Linked DNA regions of Mus musculus: region 1 is linked to region 2. Evidence: chromatin contacts called from public targeted proximity ligation data. All regions are on one chromosome and are shown on one strand. The core of a region is the stretch at or near the end of the contact, and the rest is flanking DNA. Distances in the headings are between cores, read along the strand shown. Region 1 holds the start of Cd274 (CD274 antigen). Region 2 holds the start of Slc1a1 (solute carrier family 1 (neuronal/epithelial high affinity glutamate transporter, system Xag), member 1).

Evidence for each region.
Region 1: a targeted proximity ligation map of embryonic stem cells shows a contact between it and region 2, with 21 read pairs. A contact is called at or near these places in 9 of 39 promoter capture datasets (the 3T3-L1 cell line, cranial neural crest, embryonic stem cells and 4 more), 1 of 484 Hi-C or Micro-C datasets (embryonic stem cells), 11 of 130 datasets of targeted methods (astrocytes, embryonic forebrain, embryonic midbrain and 5 more) and 1 of 9 other capture datasets (adipose tissue).

The regions. Positions count from the first base shown.
Region 1 is chr19:29,364,625-29,371,468 of GRCm38.p6, forward strand. Cd274 (CD274 antigen) reads left to right here and starts at 2,814. Exons shown (of 7, transcript NM_021893.3): 1 at 2,814-2,882. It also overlaps a transcript of Plgrkt not described here.
Region 2 is chr19:28,830,316-28,837,199 of GRCm38.p6, forward strand. Slc1a1 (solute carrier family 1 (neuronal/epithelial high affinity glutamate transporter, system Xag), member 1) reads left to right here and starts at 4,820. Exons shown (of 12, transcript NM_009199.3): 1 at 4,820-5,017. The coding sequence starts at 4,927. The region is part of intron 2 of Gm52404 (a long non-coding RNA gene); the gene reads right to left.

The sequences.
Region 1 (6,844 bases), core at 1,564-4,063, 530 kb after region 2:
AACCAACCTTTCTCCTTAACCCTCCAGGCCCTCTGAGACGTGATGAGAGCCAGCCTTTCAGTCTAGACTGCAGCACAGTAATATTCTCTGCAGGAACTGTCCACGCTTGCTCCCCTTCAGCCTTTGCAGTTTGTCCCTCCTGCAGGTTGGGTATCTCCGGAATCACTTTGTGTAGTGCCTTACCCTTGAGATGGTTGCTTGGTCTTCATCGTCAGCTAAGCAGACTGGGAGCAGCAAGGAGGTTTATCTCCCTGAAATGAGTAGGCCAGGTGGGGTATGAACAGGAAACAGCAAGATTAGAAATGACATTAGAGATTTGTTCCACTCTTCAGTCTTGGCTAGCCGCTGTTTTTCTCTTGTCTGACCGTTTCTCTATTCATTTTGTCCAAATCACAAAAACTCATATCATTTTCAGGGATACTTATCTCCTTGCCTAGGCTATTTTGGCTTATGTGTATTTTTGAGATGGTGATTTTATACACACACACACACACACACACACACACACACACACACACACACATATATACATGTATACATGTATGTGTGTGTGTATAAAAGTCACATCCTCACTTTCTATTTCTGGAGGATACCAAAACTTCATTAAGGGGGCATGGACAACTTCATGGGAGAATAAATGTCGGAGGAGTAGAAACAGGTGGAGGAGTGGGGGTGGGGCGACTCTTCAGATTACTCATATGCAAATCAGCGAAAGCAGCAGGCCCCAGTTCCCATGGAGAGCTTCAGAGAGACCAGGTTCAGTCACCCCTTGCCTTCTCTGTGGAGAATTTATGTAGACTGTAAGCAATGCTTTAACAAAACAAACAAAACCAAACCACCTCACCTCTTCTAGCTTTAGAAGGAATTCACATATCATAGAGACTACTAAGGGGGTGTGGCTTAATCCTCACCTCTCAGATCCTTATGGAACCAAGGGAACTCAGCTAAGGAGTGGGTCTCTAAAGTGAATTTTTTACAGATCTGAATAGTCACAACCATACTAACATATCATAAAGCTTGGCCAGGCGTGGTGGCGCACACCTTTAATCCCAGCACTGGGGAGGCAGAGGCAGGCGGATTTCTGAGTTCGAGGCCAGCCTGGTCTACAGAGTTCCAGGACACAGAGAAACCCTGTCTCGAAAAACCAAAAACAAACAAACAAACAAACAAACACAAACCTATTAACTAGAAATATGTTTTGTCTGTGCACGTGTATATACACACACATATGTTTAGACTGAATTTCCACATATAAAGTCTATATTTTATTTTCAGTCAGCCAACTAATGTTATCTCTAACTTTAATTGCTTTATTCTATTATTGGGGTTCAAAAGACATTTGGAAGAGGGACTATCTCAGCTGAGGCTCTGGTCTTATTCCAATTTTATTGTTGCTGTTTAGAGTGCCACATTCTCTATAGATCCTTTAGGCAGCATCAACCCCAATGACTTCCAAGTTAAAAATGGAGATGCTTTGAGAATGTGAAAATCTCATTACAACTAAGCCAGCGGACACCCCAGTATTCACCCAGTGCACTACTTTGGAATAGTAGTTTTAGTAAGTAAGTGGGGGAAAGCAGAGAATGAAGAAGGCCCTTGAAGTCCAACAGTGAAATGTTTAAAGATGACAGTGCTCTGTGGAGTTCCCAAGGTTTTGTCTTGGAAAAAGTCCACACTTCCAGTTCGCAGAAAGTCTTTCTCAACATCATTTAGAATAGACTTCCCCCACCTGGATCCCGAGACTGGCCGTGATCCACAGCGTTCACAAAGGGCACGGTTCGAGATGGGAAGTTCTTGAACGGCAAGACAACTGGTTTCATTATGTCGAGGAACTTTGAGGAAGTCACCAAATCCACGATTTAAAAATATATTTCCTATTATACAGACACACCTACTTTCTAGAATTAAAACTGAGTCATTTGCTTGATATTAACTCTATAGGTTGTATAACTCTATATGTAAAGTCATGTCAAGACTGTCACGTATCCACGTATCCAGAAAGGGCTTGAAAGAGATGGGGAATCGGATGGTAATTTGAAGTGTCTGGATTCTGAAGATAAAATTTAAGTCAGAGATCTTATGACTTCAGATATTTTGCTTCTAAAGCGCTCACTGCTCAAGCCTGAAGATTTGAAATTCGGGTCCTCATTACCCATAATAAATGCAGTGATGGCCCATTTCTGAGACCCTAGCCCTGGCAGCAGGGGCGCGGATGGGGATCCCTGGACCACGCTGGCCGGCTAGTTTGGCCAGCTGCGAGCCCGAGGTTAGGTAAGAGAGACCCTCTTTCAAAAATCAAGGTGGGAGCTGTAGAGGAAGGCAACCTATGTGGATCTCCAAGCACACGCTCCCCCCCACCCCCACCCCCGACCTCAGGTTCCACTCCCACCCAAAATAGAGCTGAGTTGTTTACTCTGGACTGTTTCTTTGAGGGAACCTGATTTACAAGAAAGCTAATGCAGGTTTCACTTTCACTTTTAGTTTCGTTTTTAAATAGTGTTTGTTTGTTTTTGTTTTTATCGACAGCCTCTCAGTAGCAGCCCGGTTGTCTTGGAGCTCTCTCTATAGACCAGAGACTCACCTGCCACTGGCTCCTGAGTACTGGAATTAAGGCGTGTGTCACCGCACCGAAGCCTAGTTTCGTTTTTTCTTAAACTGTGAATATCCCAAAGCTGACTCTAAAGTCATCCGCAGGAAATACTATGAGATAAACTCATGCTCAAAGGGACTGGGTGGCTTCGGTTTCACAGACAGCGGAGGTTGGACAAGGCTTCCGCGGAGTGGGCGGGGCTCTGAACTCGAGATAAGACCAGGAAATCGTGGTCCCCAAGCCTCATGCCAGGCTGCACTTGCACGTCGCGGGCCAGTCTCCTCGCCTGCAGGTAAGGGAGCATCTTCTCGCGGAATCCGCTTGCAGGGCACTTTAAAGAGCCAGAATCCCTAGACCTTTTTAGGACGGAGAAGGGAACCGGTTTCCTGGGAAAGTTAAGAACTCAGAATCCGCAGTTTTGTGTGTTTATGGATCTTGTGGGTAGGTAGCTGGGTCAGAAGAGATGAATTAATTGGTCCTAGCGCGACTTGACTGTTTGCTAGCAATGACTGGGTCTTTCCACTTGAAGCATCTCCGGAGGTCCCTTCCTCTGTCGAGGTCTAGGATGCTGGAGCTTAAGATTTTCATTCTATCTGCCCAGAGAACCTAAAGGATTTTTGGAAGAAAATGTCCCAAACAGTTCTTAGATACAGTGACCTAGGCTATGTTAAAGTTTAGGTTGGGGTTGTCATAAGAGGTGAAAGTACAATATTCTATCTTTTTTTAAAAATAAATTATTACAGGTGCTTTCCTATGAATTACTTAGCCAGTTTTTTTTTAATTGCTATATTCCATTGTGCTGGGTTATTAAAGGGCATCACTCTCCCACTGAGGAATGCACAGGTTAGTAATAGTGCCTTACTAGCTCAGTCATCCACTGACCATCTGTGTATGTGACTGTCTGGAATATGGCTAGGTATTTCATTTAGATAAACTCTTATATGTATAAGTACTTCATTATGTTTGAGTGTCTGAAAGGCCTTTGTGTAGAAAAAAAAAAAACAACAACCTGAGAATACATTCCAGAAAGTATCCGCAGCTGATGATGATAGTGACCAAGCGGTGTTTAAGGAGAACTTTATACAGGGAAAATATTCACCTTTCCCAGCTGAGCATCATAGATAGGAAGACATGATAGTGGTTATATGCTGCTCTAAGGAGGGATGGAGAAGGGATGGATTTGAGCACAGGGTTCAGGATCATTTGATAGAATTTGAAAACTGGGTAAATTTTCACTCTTTTGAGAAAGGAAGTTTGCATCTGCTTCCCCTCCCCGCCCCAGGCACTCTTCCCCCCCCCATCCCCCCCCGTGCCCCCCCCCCCCATGGGAAGATAAAGAAGTGGCGTTCCAAGATCTTCATCTGGACTTCCCCTGGGACAAACCTATTTCCCCATCTTGAATGAGCGTCACTTCTTTACTTTAAACTCTGTTCTGTGAAAGGCTCTCAGCTCTTGTCTGGGAATTTGTGAAAGGTTACAGTTTCTTGCCGGAGGGAGGGAGAAGGTGACCCTGGACTCTTAGCCCATGTAAGAGGTGCAGGTTTAGAGGTCAAAGGCCATGCTGATTTACATGGTCCCTGAATTTCCCCTTTTGATCTACTGCTCACACCTGCACCCTGAGAGCCAGGGAGGGGAGGATATGATACTGAAGAAGGTGACTATCAGACCCAACCCATCACCTTTCAGACTTTATACTAAGCTTTAAAGCAGACTCATAAGCAATAGATAACTGTTCCAACTGAGTCTGCCATCAACGTAGGAAAAATTAGGTACAGTCTTCAGTGGATATCATGTACCTCATTGTGACTGTCTAGTACTCGGCTTGGCCATTTCTCCCAGGGCCTCATTGCAACAGTCACTGTGTCCTCACAGGCCTGGATGTCATCCTGCCTCATCTGCTTGGGCAGATGAACTGGAGAGATATGATTAATAATGAGTCATTTGATTTTGCTCTTTTTGTAAATGTCCTTGGTTTGGTTTGGTTTGTTTATTTTTTGTTTTGTTGTTGTTGTTTGTTTTTATTTTCATGCTCTTGTTGTTGTTTGAGACAGAGTCTCACTATGTAGCCCAGGCTAGCCTCTTCCCCCAGTCTCTCAGATGCTGTTGCATCTGCCCTTTTCTAACATCAATGATTCATAATAATCAGCAAGAAGGCTATGACCTTAACAGTCAAAATAAGTAATCAGGTAATTATTGAGAGCTAAATATTTATTTAAACAAATCAAGTTGCATTTTTCAAGAATTGAATGGGGGGATCTAAAAAGTAATGTTTGTGCTGCACAAAGATGTAGTGGTATCAGTTGCCATAGTCTTTCTCCCTAGATCCGCAGATCTCCTTAGGGAAATCTATAATTCAAGCCTAAACTTGGACCTGGTACACAACTGGTACTCGCCCAAACATTGGCCAAGCACACACATATTTGTGACTCTGAAAAAAGGGACAACACATAACAGCAAAGGCGCTCCGTGTTAGGGGCCTGTTAAATACAAGACTTGGGGAAATTATGCCATAATCTTACATTTTAAAAATGGCTATTACATGTGTGAGACAACGGGGGCTGGAGAGATACCTCAGAGGTACTAGGCACACATATGGCAAGCAGATGTACAAGCAGGCAAAACATTCTTAAAAAACAAAAACAAAACCCCAAAACAGATTTCTTTCTATATTATTTATATGGGGTTCTGCCTGCGTGTACACCTGAAGGGCAGAGGAGAGCACCAGGTCTCATAGGTGGTTGGTTGTAAGCTACCATATGGTTGCTAGGAATTAAACTCAGGACTTTGGTAAGAGCAGCCAGTGCTCTTAACCTCTGAGCCATCCCTCCAGTCCCAGACAAAACACTCTTACACATAAAATAAATCAATCTTTAAAAGTGTAGAGGAAAATGGCTGAACAGAAACTATTGACAGACATGCTGAGAGTGGTCACCGTTTCTCCAGCTTGGCACTGGTGGTGCTGTAGGCCATCTCAGTGTCTGTCACCTTGGGGCGGGGCGGGGGGCGGGAGGGGGGGAAGGCGGCAGGGCAGGGTCTTGGCAGCATCTCGGGCCTCTATTTCATCACATCAGTAACAGCTCTCCTTCGTCCCAAGCAAGCTTTGGCAACCAAATAAATATGTTAGCCAATATTACCAAACGGTCCCTAGAGGAGAATGTGTGTAATGTGCCTACATTCGTTTTTATAACAACACCAACAATATCCAACCATAAAAATAAACTGAAATGGTCACTCTACCTCAGTGACAACGTCTGAGCTCCGTTTCAGGGTCCCTCACAAGAAATTCGATAGGTGTAATGATTTATTTTTCCTAATAAGTAAAATGATTATTCACTCATTTGAAAATTGGACACACACACAAAAAAATGAAGAAAAAATTTGCTATTTCATCTCTCCTTTTCTATCTCTTTCCCTTTAAAAAAAGTATAAATGTGGGCTAAAGAGATGGCTCAGCAGTTAAGAGCACTGGCTGCTCTTCCGGAGGTACTGAGTTCAAACTGCACCAACCACATGGTGGCTCACAACCATCTGTAATGGGATCTGATGCCCTCTTCTGGTGTGTCTAGAGACAGTGACAGTGTACTCACATACATAAAATAAGTAAAAAAAAAAAAAACAAAACTTTTTTTTAAGTATAAATGTGTAAGAACTTACCTGTCTTCCCTATAAAAGCCACAATTACCTTTGCAGATAATCACTGTCAGGCAGTGTCTTCAAGAGAAGTGGGGTTGTTCTACGACACAAGAATATTTTTGTTTATATACTACCCTCTAAGCTCCTTCCTACTTCTCTGCAAACTCATCCCCTGTGCATATACTGAAATCTATCCGTCACGGTATTTTGAGTATACACAGTTATCCGTCACGGTATTTTGAGTATACACAGTTTTATTAGCTAATACATGGGGTATTTCAAGTCTGGGACTGTTGTTGGCTGTGTCATCTCTGTTACATATGACTTATATTTTCTAAGATGAATTTCCAAGACAGGAATAGAGAGATCATACGACATGCACAGTTAAAGTTTTAAGAGATTACAAAATTGACCTTTAAGAAGCTATACAATTTCACATCCTTTCCAGGAAAGGTCAAGAAATCCCTGTATCTTCACTAATGCTACCTATGAGGAGTCTGTAATTTTGGTAGAGCAGAAGGTCCAAATGGTATCACAGATCCTCCATGGACTTTCTTATCGAGAGCGTTCTTTCCGCTTTTATTGATTATCCTTCGAGCTATGTGAGACTCTCATCCGTCT
Region 2 (6,884 bases), core at 3,570-6,069:
TACAGAGGAACCCTGTCTCAAAAAACCAAAAAGAGAGAGAGAGAGAGAATAAGCTTGGCAAGAGGGCAGGAGAGAACAACATCACAATGAACAGTCGCAGTTCTTTCATGTGTCACTAGAGTTGTGCTCTATACATGTCACTTATGAGTGATCAGTGACTCTGTCCTCATTGATCAAACACCCTGCCCAGTTTTATAACTTACTTTTGACATTTTAAAGCATAGCCTTATACCAGCCCTGGTGCACACACCTGTAATCCCAGCACCTGAGAGGTGGGAGTGGAAGAATCAGGAGTTCAGGATTATCCTAGGCTACATAGTGAGCTGGAGACCAGCCTGGGCTACACAAAACATTGTCTCAAAAACAAACAAACAAACAAACAAACAAGCAAATAAACGAAGTATTGAATCTGTACCAAGCAGTCTTAAATCTGTGTGTACCAAATAATATTTCCCATGCCAGTCCCACATAATTTGATATTCTTATTTTTAAGAGCCACAGTCTTGCTAGTCAAGTCCTCAAACTTAAGATCTTCCCATCTCAGCCTGTAGTGCTAGGATGCACACCTGTGCCTATAAGGCAATATTCTGCTACAATATTGCCATTCTCTGGGTGACATTGTGCTATCAACCGACCTCTCCAGTTGAGAGGCAGACAAAGTGATGAATCAGAGAAAGATTTGACAGAATAGCATATGCCCAATTCTCACAAAAACAGAGAGCAGAAAGGCTTATGAGGTAACTTAAGAGAGAACAGCTTGGAGAGGAGAGGAGGCAGTTTTACCTGAAGAGTTTTACAGAGAACAAGATTGAAGAGAAAACAAGCTAGGCACAGGTAAACACAGAGCCAGAGAATGAGAAGGAGCCAGAAGATATGGCCAAAGTTAGTATGAGAACAAGCAGAGCAATTCTGTCAGAAGCTGAAAGAGAACAACTTGAATCAGTCAGTGTGGAGATGAGTTTAGCCAGGAAACTGAGTTGAACCAGTCAGCCGGAGTTCAGAAAGAACTATAAAGGGTGATCTTTTTCAGCAGAAAGTCTGAGAGGCTGAAAACATTCTAGGTCTAGATTAGATTGTATGGAGGCTAGAAGCTCTCATAACCCTCTGTTGTTCCTCTCACACTCCATTAACACTAATCCCCCTCCTCTTTCTACTTTCATGTCTTATCTGATGAGATCCACTAGGCTTGTTTACAGCAACCATTCTCTGATTTGGCACTGCTCAGTGGGAGGGGAAGTCATCCTGGTTACTGTAAATTTGGACAGAAGCCACAGCTGGGAGGTCCAAAGCACTACCACAAGCTCTGCTGTTGTTTTTCAACACAGATATGATGTGTCTGTCAACAACTAAATAGCTATGTGTGTGCCCACAGGTTAGTGCTGTCATCAGCTCTGCTCAGAAAAGCTCCCTACAACAGTCTTTAGTGAAGACAGAAACTCAACACTGGTCAAGAAGTTCTGATAAACTACATCAAAAATTACATACTCATCTTCAAGAAAGAAAATCATAGTGTTTTCTAGCTGGATGGATGATAGATAATAGTGGGTAGATGATGTTGGTGGACAGATATATGATAGGTAGATAGGTAGAGATGGCATTATCTAGCTAGCTGGATGGATGATAGCTAGATGATACTGAGTAGATAGATAGATGATAGATATAGATAGATAGATAGATGATAGATAGATAGATAGATAGATAGATAGATAGATAGATAATGATGAAGATAGATGAAGGATAGATAGATAATGATGAAGATAGATGATGGATAGATAGATAGATAGATAGATAGATAGATAGACAGACAGACTGGTAGATAGATATGATGATAGGTAGATAGACAGACAGACAGACAGATGTCATGCACAGCTACTACCTTATATGGTGTCTTGAGAAAAGGAAGCAGAAGCTAAGGAAGGTTAGGTAAATTGCTCAAAGTCACACATCTTGTATGAAGCAACTGCAAACGTTTAGTTTTTCTCTCCTATGTGCTGGTTTGTCTATGCTTGATAAAATGTATTTGTTCTTCAGTTTTTCCCAGTAAGCAATAAAGCCCGTTGAAGCACAGATTTCAAGGGCGTGTAAGAATAATAAACTTATTTCAGCCAATTCAGCTTTGTAAGAACACTGAAGAGTTCCCGTGGCAGTTAATGTCTCTGGTTTGTAATGCCAAACTCGAGATCAGAAGATAAAGAAGAGCCCAAGTCCAAGAGCATCTGGTACACCCGAAGTGTCCTCAGGGTTTACAGCCACTGTCACCAGAGGCTACCTGAGAAACTGATGGTCACTGGTGTGCCTGTGGCCTCCTCTATCACAGCTGCGTGAAACCATGGAACCATTTCTGCCTTAGGAGGGTGAACTGCAGCCATCAAATCACCCCAAAAAGGCTAGCCAGAAAGAGTTGGCCTTTGGTTTCTGGGTGTCTTTTTCATTTCAGATCAGGCTGTCACCTGCTGCTTAACAGTGTATGACAAAGTCAAAGTCTCTTTCCTTTAATCACTAACTAGATATCTCCGTGAGCCAACAGTAAAAGGGAAACGGTAACAATAAGGAACACCAGTTTCTTAGAAGAAGGAGGAGGGAACCATTGCATGAGAGAAACTTACTGATGGAAATCAACCTAAAGTTTCTCTGGATAAAGTCTGAAAGACTTAGGAGTAAAAGGAAGGTGTTCACATTTATTGTGGAAAAACAGCTCTAGCACTTCTTTCTCCTTGATTTCAGGTTCTAATGGCAGGAAAGTGAATTTTATCTTCCAGGCATGGGTGTGTTGCATTCAGGGGAAATGGCTCTCAACTACCATTCCATCTGACAACATTTGTGTCCATGGAGATACAAAGGTAGAAGATAGGAAAGATACATAGATTAGATGGGGAGAGAGCACACACACATGCATTAGGGGACTTCAACTTTGCAGGGTATTGCGTGTCCCCACCATTTCTTTGTTGGTTTAGGCTGAGAAATCCCAATGAAGTATGAGACGTCAGCCATAGCAACGGTGAATTTAGGAGTTTACTCCCCTGCTCTCATAAAATGGATGTTGAGCATAGCTCATTAAGGCCTCAAGTGTCATCTGCAAGTGGAGAGGATGAACCCTTAAGGAAACCCACCCCCAAAAAAACCCCAAAAAACTTTGAGTCAAGCAAACCAGTGACTGGAGCAACTTCTCATTAGAGCTCTGGGTGCCTCCCCCCGCCCTCAACATTCCCATATAGGAGGAATTAGTTCAATGACCAGACACGGAGGTGGGCTTCTCACTTCAATCCCTCCTCCTCCTCTGTCCTGTAGAGTGAATCTTTTTCTTTCTTTCTTTCTTTTTTTTAGAAAGCTTTCTTTCTTTCTTTCTTTCTTTCTTTCTTTCTTTCTTTCTTTCTTTCTTTCTTTCTTTCTTTCTTTCTTTCTTATGAGTACTCTGCTGCTGTCTTCAGACACACCAGAAGAGGGCATTGGATCTCATTACAGATGGTTGTGAGTCACCATGTGGTTGCTGGGAATTGAACTCAGGACCTCTGGAAGAGCAGTCAGTGCTCTTACCCGCTGAGCCATCTCTCCAGTCTTTTCCTTGATAGTTTGCCCTCTTCGGGAATTTTTATTCCCAGCTCTTCCCCCAAGAAACCAGTAATCTCGAGGGAGTTTCCTCTCTCCTGATTTTTTTCTTTTTTTCTTTTGAGAATTTAACACCTGGAAAGGAGGTGAGATCATTCATAGTATAGTGTGCATGGTTAATAATGCTTAATCCATTGTCTTTTGAAGGGTTTTTAAAAATCACTCTGAACCAAAAGAATGAGGCTTTAATTGGGGGATTCTAGTGGTCGAGTAATCTGGTCAAGGAGAGTCCCCTGACAGCCAACTAAAGAGTAAACCCCAGAATGCAAAAAGGGCACAGGGCTCACTTAGTTAGTGATATGCTAAGGAGATAAGAGTCTGTTTAAAACCTGGCGTGGTGGCACACGCCTTTAATCCCAGCACTCAGGAGGCAGAGGAAGGCGGATTTCTGAGTTCGAGGCCAGGCTGGTCTACAAAGTGAGCTCCAGGATAGCCAGGGCTATACAGAGAAATCCTGTCTCAAAAAACCAAAAAAAAAAAAAAAAAAAAAAAAAAAAAAGGAGTCTGCTTAAGTAAGAGTAAAACCAGAATAAGAAATTCAGGTAGCAAAGTGTGTGACCACACTAACCCAGATTCTCCCAACTACACCCTGTAAGGTATTTGGCCTTGGGGATAGAATAGGCCCGCCCACCTTCCCACACCAGCAGGCCTTAATTACCCAGTAATGGCCACAAGGCGAGTCCCTAGGGGTGCATTTGTTAAGTTGTGCAAGAGATGACCACGCCCACGCGCAAGGTGTACAACCAAGCCTTGGTCCGGGCAGATCCTGTCTGACCCTCGAGTCAGAGAATAATCCCGCAGGGAATATCAGAGAATTAAATAGTCCCGCAGGTAATATCAGAGATCACGTGGGGAAAAAAAACCCCAAAGCTGCTGACAGTGCGTCACCCCAAAGCTGCTCTGACAGTGTGTCCCTTCTTGTGGCTCTGAAGCCTGAGGCCCAAGGCAGAAACGCGTCCCATATCAAATCCCTTCGCACTGGGCTAGGGCTGTGCGTCCCCAAGGAGACTGGTGAGGATCGTAGTGGGTCAGAAGCTCCTCGGTGGGACACCTCCACCGGGAGCCCAAGGGGACTTGATCGCCCCACGCGCACCATCCCGCCGGGACGCTCCGCCCTCCGTCTCGCTGGTTGGCCCGGTCGCTGCAGCGAGCGGCGGCGGGAGGAGCCAGGCGCGCCCGCCACGCAAAACCACCGTGCTCGGTCCCCAGCGGCAGTGGCAGCGCTGACAGCGGCCGGTGCGCGTTGTCTCCACTGTGCCCTGCATCCCGCATCTCGCATCGGCCAGGCTACCCGACTCATCGCAAACGTCAGTGCTCACCATGGGGAAGCCCACGAGCTCGGGATGTGACTGGCGCCGCTTCCTACGGAATCACTGGCTGCTGCTCTCCACCGTGGCCGCCGTGGTACTAGGTGAGTCGCGCGCGGGGGCACCAGGCGCGTGCCCGAGGCCAGGCCGCGTGCGGGACCGGGTGGGCTCGGCGTGGCACGCGCTGCCCGCATTCCCCGGTACTGGGCCCCCAAGCTCCAGATCAACCAGAGCGCTTTGGTGTCACCCGGGGGAAACAATGTTCTTAACCCCCTCCCTCCCCCATACTGGTGCTCCACGGGCTGCTGTCTCTGCTTTCTCCAAAATGATCAGAGGGCGCGTGAAAGGTGGGCAGGGGTCCTTTGAAAACAAGCGGGGTTAAATGGGGTTTAATTTGATCTTCATCCTTAACTGTTCCCACCACTTGCACACACCACCATCACCACCACCACCATCACCTTCGTGCCCAACCGCGACTGTATGAATTACTGTTCTCTGTCAGATTTAAAGAGACATCTGAGCCCGCGGAATGGTGGAGACCTTGGGAATGTTGGAGCAGAGGGTAGATACCTTCTTAGAGGGTACCTCTCCAGTCAGATTCATGCCTCATTTCTGAGCCAGCAGTTGTGGTTCACTGAGGCCACAGGGAACCAGCGCTGAGAGAACCCAACCCCCTTCTTCCTCCTGGGCAAGCTGCTCACCACGTTTTTCTATCGAAAATAATATAAGCTGCTTTTATTTGTTTTCACACTTGGGTGTATTTAAGTGGCCCATGCCTGACATACCGCTGAGCCAGGACTAGGTGGATGTCCGGGCCATTGCTCAGAGATTTGAGTTACTTGTGTTTAGAATCTCATTTTCTGGCCAGGTTGTCTGTATAACCTAAACTTGGCAATGTGCTGTAGGGTGGGAACCCTGTGGGTCTTCACACCCCAGGTGGGGCCATCCAGCAGGTAAGGACAGGTGCACCTTGAGAGAAAGTGGATTCCTAGCCAGGCTCCACCCTCTATCTGGAAGTTACAGCTGCCTCTGCTGGAAAGGGGACGATGGGGCAGCCCCTTCTCCCTGGGCACTGCACCTTGCTCCTGAGTCTGGGAATGCTTGGTGTTGCCTGCTCCTGTCCAAGGTCTTCCCCGCCAAAAATAAAATGCCTTTGGAAGTTAATGGAATCCTTGGGGTCACATGGGTTCCTCCAGAACCTTATGCAAAGGGAAGTCAGGCTTCCAGTAAATAAATAACATCCTGAATCGCATTAACAGAGGATGTTGGTGGGAGGAGAGGAGTGCAAAAGAACCCACTAGTGTCCACTTTCCCAGTGCCAAGTGGTTTAGGGCGTTTTGGGGAAAGGTTTATCACTACATTTAAAGAACAGCTCCTACCAAGGGACTGAATGGATCAGAAGACATAGCCTTGCTTGTTTTCCCAATGATGAAGACAGAATTTATTTTTAAATCTGTTTTGAAAGCCTTGGAGGTGAGCAAAGCTTGTGGCTCCTTCCCAGTTCTGTGTGTCTGAAGCCCTGGGCACTGCAGAGATCCCACTAGGTCACCAAGTGCTTGCCACCAGCAGTTGGCATGAGTGTGGGTGCCCCACAGTTCACATACCAGTTCACTAGAGCCTGCTCCAGAAAGGAAGCCTACCGGTTAGTTGCTCATTGGCCTTTGGACCAGTTGAATAAGCAAAGTCCTCAGGCCAAGAAAGGGTTTGTTTCCTCTTATTTTGCAGGCATGACCTGTGGTCTCGAGTGGACCTGGTTTTAGTGTAGGTGAACCACAGGAACTTGATTCTGGAATTTAGTTTTGAGCCCATAAATTCGCCATGTAAAATTGCAAGTGCCCTGCTGAGGTCTTACAGGCAGTCAGTCCCTTGCTCTTCTCCACTCTGGTATGAGAAACCTCCTGCTTAGAATACCATCGGGGTGCTCGAGCAGACACTTGCTGGGGTCCTCCTCCCTGCTACTCCGAGAACCTT